Regions from separate parts of the Rattus norvegicus genome. Here region 2 is linked to region 1. Evidence: chromatin contacts called from public Hi-C data. All regions are on one chromosome and are shown on one strand. The core of a region is the stretch at or near the end of the contact, and the rest is flanking DNA. Distances in the headings are between cores, read along the strand shown. Region 1 holds the start of Peli2 (pellino E3 ubiquitin protein ligase family member 2). Region 2 has its middle 91 kb from the start of Tmem260.

Region 1 (3,169 bases), core at 21-2,520:
TCATAACAGAGAAAAGCACAGAGGATAAGCTGGATAGCTAGTTGCCTTCAGTCTAAGAATAGAATTTCTGTAATTAGCGGAAATAAGGTAATTGTTTAATAAAGTTTATTTTTGGCTCATCAATAGCGGAGTAATTTATCTCCAAAGCCTCAATTAAAAGAAGAAAAGCCAGTTACTAACTGAAGTAAAATTCCAGAAAGCGTCATGTCACTACAGTAATAGCCTGTCAGAGAGCGACACATGCACGATGCTGAGCAGTAGAATGGAAGGCTACCCGTGCAATTATTTCTTTTTTAGCTTTTTACTTAGAGTCATAGCCTAAGTGTGTGTGTGTGTGTGTGTGTGTGTGTGTGTGTGTGTGTGTGTGTACACTCGCTGTTTATACACTGGGTAGCTTTTGCAGTATTTATTTCTTTAAATATTTAACAGTCTGGAAAGGCAGTGACAGGAATAATATGTAGTGTCTCTAGCATGTTGCAAGGGCTTAATAAATGCTAGAATAATAAATTCCTCTATGATGAAAAACAGCAGTCAGTAAAACTATCACAGCCCACAATATTTTAAAGACACAGCAACATAAAAAAATCATAAAATACAAACGGTGCCTTGATTAAGCCCTGGAAAGAAAGGAACATTTGTATTCATTAAAAAAAAAAATCAGCCTAGGTAATTCCCTTTTAAATTCCCCAGGGGGTTGAAAGAAGGGACAGAGATGTGAATAAGGGATTAAAAGTAACTTTTCACTTTTCTTTTCCCTTTTTCCTTTCCTCCTTCTCTCTCTCTCCTTTCTTTCCTCCCTTCGTTCTTTCTCTTGGTACACCCCGTGAAATGGTGGGGAGCTCTTGGGGTTCTTCGATTATCCCACCCACCCCCACCCATGGGCAGATTCTTTCTCCTTTCAAGCCCCCCCTCAAAGGCTTGGCTTTGAAAGCAGACACCCCCAGATCAGGGCGCGCAGCACCCTGAGCTGGGGGCGGGGAGGGGCAAGACGCCTGGCTTCCAAGCAGGCGGGGCCAGGAGCCCCGGGCACGCGGCTGAGGACGAAGACCCCGCGCTCCAACTTTCCACAGGAAGTGAGGAGAAAAACAGAGCTGCCCCTTTAAGGGCTTCCCTTCCCCTTTACTCTATGTTTACATAACACGGGGCGCTCGCGGGCCGCGGGGGCTGGCGGGCGGGGGCCGCGGGAGCGCGGAGGCGCGGGCGGCGGCGCGGCCGTCCCACCTGCCCGGCCCGCTCAGCCCCCCGGCGGCGCGCGCTCCTCCTCCCGCGGGGCTCCGGTCGCCGCTCGCATTCCTAGTCCGGTCCCGCTCGCAGCGGCGGAAGAGCGTGTAGCTCCGGGGAAGCCGGCGGGCGACGCTCGCAGCCACGACGGAGCAGCCGCGGGACTGGCCGCCCCGCGCCCCGTTCGCCGCCGTGCCGTTTCCCGGCGCGCTCACCCCGTTCTCGGGATGGGAGTGTAGCGGCGGCGCGGACTCGGCGGGGATCGCGGCGGAGGCGGCTGCGGCGGCGGCCGAGCACGGCTCCATGTTTTCACCCGGCCAGGAGGAACCCAGCTCCCCCAACAAGGAGCCGGTGAAATACGGGGAGCTGGTGGTCCTGGGGTGAGTTGAGGACGCGGGCGGCGGGGCGTCGCGGAGGGATGCGCTCCTGAGGGCCCGGGTCCCCGGGGCGCTCGTTGCTGCGGCCCGGAGGGCGCTCCTGCACCGCGCGGGGTCGCTCGGTGCAGCCGGGAGCCCGTGGCCGCTGGGGACTTCTCGTTCCTGAGGACCGCGAACGCGGAGCCCTGTCCCCGGAGCCCAGAGCCCAGTCCGCGGGGGTTAAGCATTGTTCCAGTCTGTGACCCGGGCGGCCGGCTGGCCTCCGCTTCTTTGGCGCCGGGAGTGAGATCGGCCAAGGGCCTGGACCTGGTCCTGGTTTTCCCGGGTCCTCTCAACAACGTTTCCCGGATCCCCCGGGTGTCCATACCTCTTGGGTCTCCGTACCCCTTGATCCCCTTACCCCTGGGGTCCCTGCACCCCTCGAGCCTCGGCCTTGCCGATGCCCCCGCCAGCGGCGGGGAGCTCGCCACCCTGCCCGCCTTGGCTTCCACTCCGCTGGTAAAAATCACATTGTGAAGATAGTAATTATCCACAATCGTTAAACGGCAGCAATTAAGAGACTTCATCTACTTCCCGAGTTTCCTTGTGACATTTCTATTGTTTACCCTTAATAAACCCGGAGGGAGGCTTCGCAGGATTAAAGCAGGTTAAAGTGGGCAATGAAAAGGGTGTGGGTGGGGGAGGCGGAAAGTGCAGGAAACTCGGCGCTGGAGCAACTTGGGTTTAGTGCTGCAGGGGAAGGATTGTTTTCCCTTTGGATGTGCCGCTCTGGGGAACCCGCGCTTTTGTCCTCTGTTGAAAGATCTGTATTCAGACCCACACGGGTGCTGATGGGTGGACTTAGAGACACGCGAGGAAGCGACCCCCCCTCCCCCACCAGCAGAGACTCAGGGAACTCTGAGAAACGTGTTTTGATTACTACCTCGAAGTAAGTGCCGACTTAAAAAAAAATTTTTTTTAAAGACTTAAGCTCGTCGTCTAAAGTTTCCTAGCCTTCCTCATTTTGTTGCTAGCATTTCTGCGGGGGGGTAGCACTGGAAACACCGTTGCTTATTTGGAAGCTCAGCAGTCGAACGCCTTCCGCACCTGCATGGGAATTGCTTGCGCTTAGGAGACAGATGTCAGAGTTCGCTGGGAAGAGGAGGGGATAAGAGGGGAGTGGGGGCGGGGGGGAGCCACAGTTTAGTCTGTCTTATGTAACTTCAGCCCAGCCAGATTTTGTGGAGTTTGGTTTTGTTTATGTGGCTGGCTTCAGACTATGCTTAACACTGTGGATTTGACACAGAAGATTATGCCAGAGCCATTTCATTATTTCCTTTTGAGGCAATCTTCTGGGGTGTTTCAGAGCTGTGTAGAGTAAGCTCGGAGAGAGGTTTGTGCTCATAACTAAAAGCGTAGGACACTCCCAATGCCAGGAAAAGAGTTTGTATCCCGGACTGTTGTAATTTAGTGTCTGTGTAACCACATTACCTGTAACACCTGCTCCGTCCTTTACGAATGCTTTTCCTGGATCCGCGATGGCTTAGTGGTTTCTTACCGAGTAGTTGGGAGGCCGGCAGGGCAGTTATCCG
Region 2 (3,100 bases), core at 150-2,649, 250 kb after region 1:
CAGCTGCTCTTGGCTTCCCTGCAACAAGCCATGTTCCCAGACCTCTGCACCCCAGCCTATCACAGTCTTCTTTCTCTTTCTCCTCCTGCCTGCAGACCTCCTACCCAGCACACAAGTGTACACAAGCTCAAGTTACCATGCGTGCATCCTGCGTAGCGTGTCTCAGATATCCTCTCCCCACACCCATTTCCTGTTCCTGAGCTAAGCACTCACACAGGATCTTATTCTGGATGTGTGTAGCTCAAGTTTAGAATTATAGGCAACCTTCCACATCCACTGCGAGTTACCTAACTCACAGACTGATTCATCCATGGATTAAAATGTTTGGAACATTTTTCAGCTGTATATGGGACAACTATGTATTCATATCGTTAGATATGATCAGTGTCCTGGAGATGACTGAAGTACACAGTATAGTCTGTGCCAGCTATATGAAATGTGTTTCCATTTTATATAAGAGCAGCTATACGTCATGGAATCTTTAGAAAGTAATGGAGCCCTAACCCCTAGGAGTTCTAAGGGGCACCTGTATATGTGCATTCAGTTTGTGGCCCTTATTAAAGTATCTGGTTTATGCCAGACATTGTTCTGAATGCTCAAGAATTACTCAACCAATAGAAAAGTAAACTTTAGTATATTTTTACCCAATAGTTTAGATCTACTATTTTTTTTTCAGAGCTGAGGACCGAACCCAGGGCCTTGTGCTTACTAGTCAAGCGCTCTACCACTGAGCTAAATCCCCAACCCTCATTTTTTACTTTGTGTGTGAGTGTTTTGCCTGCATTTGTGTGTATGTACCATGTATATGTCTGGAACCCACAGAAGTCAGAAGAGCACGTCAGATCCCCTGGAACATGGTGGTTGTGAGCCACCATGCAGTGCTGGGTCCACTGGAACAGGAGTCAATGTTCTTAGTGCTGGGCAATCTCTCCAGACCAAACTTGAATATTTTTAAATACCCTAGAAACAGAAAGTTTTAAATTACTCATAGTAATTATATTCTTTTAACCATTACAAGTTAATTTCCACGTTTTCCATTTCAATTCCATCCCCACACTGGGCTCTGTACTTAATGGGAACTGGGACTGCGTCTGTTTTGCTGACGAGTACTGTTAGCCTCCTGGTGATAGGATCTGTCAGGGACTCCACACCTGGGAAACTAATGAACATTCAAATCTGAACACAAGCCAACGAACAAATGAATCATTTTAATACTTGAACCGGCTTACAGGGAACTGTGATACTTTTAATACTTCCAATGTTGTAATAAATGACCAGGGTGGGAAGTGCTCTCTAATCTACAAGGAAGCCTTTCCCTTCTCCATTAACCTGTAGCTCTTCCTGCCGCCCTGCATCTGAAGGAGCAGTTGAACATTGCTGCCATCTTCTGACCAAAGGCAGCACCACAGGAGCTTTTAAAGCCACAGCTCGAATATCAGATCCTCATCACTGCCTCTGAGGAGCTGTGAAAATCTTGCCACTGAGGTCGATCTTTGCCTAATAAAATCATTTGCCAGCTCAGAGGCAAAACAATGCCCATGTTCAGTGTCTGACTCAACTCTCTTTAATCCCTCTACTTCTGCATCCCAGTGCTGTGGTATAAAGCCTTGAATGTGTGAACAACTGCTTTCTATTAGAATATCTGGGGCTCGGTCACTCTGTAGACACTGGATGCTCTTACAACAAACTCCCTTCTCCGAAAAGACTGGTCCTGCTCAACCGTGAGTTTAAGGAACCCACCACACACCTATGCAAGACGCCCACCCCTGCCCTTCCTCCTACTTGCCTTCTCTTTTTCTCTCCTAGCTCCTTCCTCAGCCACCTCTCTTAGTCTCAGCCCCTTTCCCTGCCCCACTCCTCTTTCCTGGAATGTCTATCCAAACTGCTTTGGAGGGACGCTACCTGCATCCTGTTCAGTAAACCTCCGATTGCAAAGGAATCGGAGTTTCCATTTAAGATCTCCTGCCACACCCAATAAATGTATTAAAGAACCTTCTAAAATAAAACACTGGGAGACATTCTGTACATGGTCTTTGAAACTACGTTAAGAAAATTATGACAGATTCCCAGAGCTGTAGGAAACATCTTTAAAATACTGATTTGGAATGAGAGGCTCAGTGGGTAAAGACATTTGGGGCCAAACCTGAAGGCCGAGATTAGATCCTTGGAACCTACGTGGTGGAGGGAGAGAACTGATTCCTGCAAGTCGTCCTCTGACTTCTATACACATGACACGTGTGTACACACGTATGCACTCACACACACACACACACAGGTGCACATACATGGAAAATATTAAACATATTTATTTTTAAGTAAATGTTTGAAAATTATATTCCAAATCTAGCTGTGATACCAGGGGGCCTTTGCATATTTCAGCATCCCAAAAAACTTGACATCTTCCAACAGCCAGAGAGATGAGGTGCATTGAAATGTGTTCATGAGGGTCGCCTAGCTCTGGAGGTCACATGGGCAGGCACGTGATACGGAGACCTGTTCAAACCATAGCCAAGCTTCAGCTTCTCCAAGAGATGTTTCTAGCAGAGTCTGTTTTCAGAGAAATGAAAGTATTGGATAATATAAGAAAACAAAACTGTAGAGCTAAGAAGTTTCTCACTTTCTGATCAAGACAGGGAATCCATTTGTAGCCAGGGTGACCATCTTGTCATGTATATGGGCCTTGTGTGTTGACAAATATCTCCTCACTTGAAGGAGGATTTTGGAGTAGGCAGATGCTAGTTTCTGTTTACTGTTATATACAGCTCCTGACATAGTTCGAATGACTCCTAATTGTCCAAATTAAAGGTTTACTTTTAAACTCATGATTCTGAATAGTCATGTTCAAGGAAAAAAAATTATGTTTTAAGTAGCAAACTTCCATTGTGAAGGAGAAAATGAAAACAAAAAAGCATCAGTTTCTCTGATTTTATATTCAGAAGCCACACCAATGTACTCCTCTCTGATTTACGGGGCATACTGCCCTTCTGCGCCTGCCACAAGTATTTGGAAACCTTGACTGGTTGGTGCCTTTGCGGCTTCCTCTGGGTGGCATAGTTCACCAGAGGTGGGGCAGCTTTGTGCAAAGGTTCATTCAATCATG

The links. A called contact is a pair of places that touch in the nucleus more often than the background predicts.
Region 2: a Hi-C map of Schwann cells shows a contact between it and region 1, with 7 times the contacts expected there. The contact joins the enhancer-like site here to the promoter of Peli2 in region 1. A contact is called at or near these places in 6 of 12 Hi-C or Micro-C datasets (Schwann cells, frontal cortex, hepatocytes and 3 more) and 1 of 1 datasets of contacts at active chromatin or transcription factors (oligodendrocytes).

The regions. Positions count from the first base shown.
Region 1 is chr15:23,871,714-23,874,882 of GRCr8, forward strand. Peli2 (pellino E3 ubiquitin protein ligase family member 2) reads left to right here and starts at 1,271. Exons shown (of 6, transcript NM_001107259.1): 1 at 1,271-1,601. The coding sequence starts at 1,525.
Region 2 is chr15:24,121,267-24,124,366 of GRCr8, forward strand. No RefSeq gene overlaps it. Among named protein-coding and RNA genes, the nearest start is that of Tmem260, 91 kb to the right of the region's middle. Within about 2 kb of position 1,400, at least 1 of the 93 cell types and tissues checked has an H3K27ac peak or open chromatin away from gene starts, as enhancers often do. A contact at or near this core is called in Schwann cells, where this site is marked.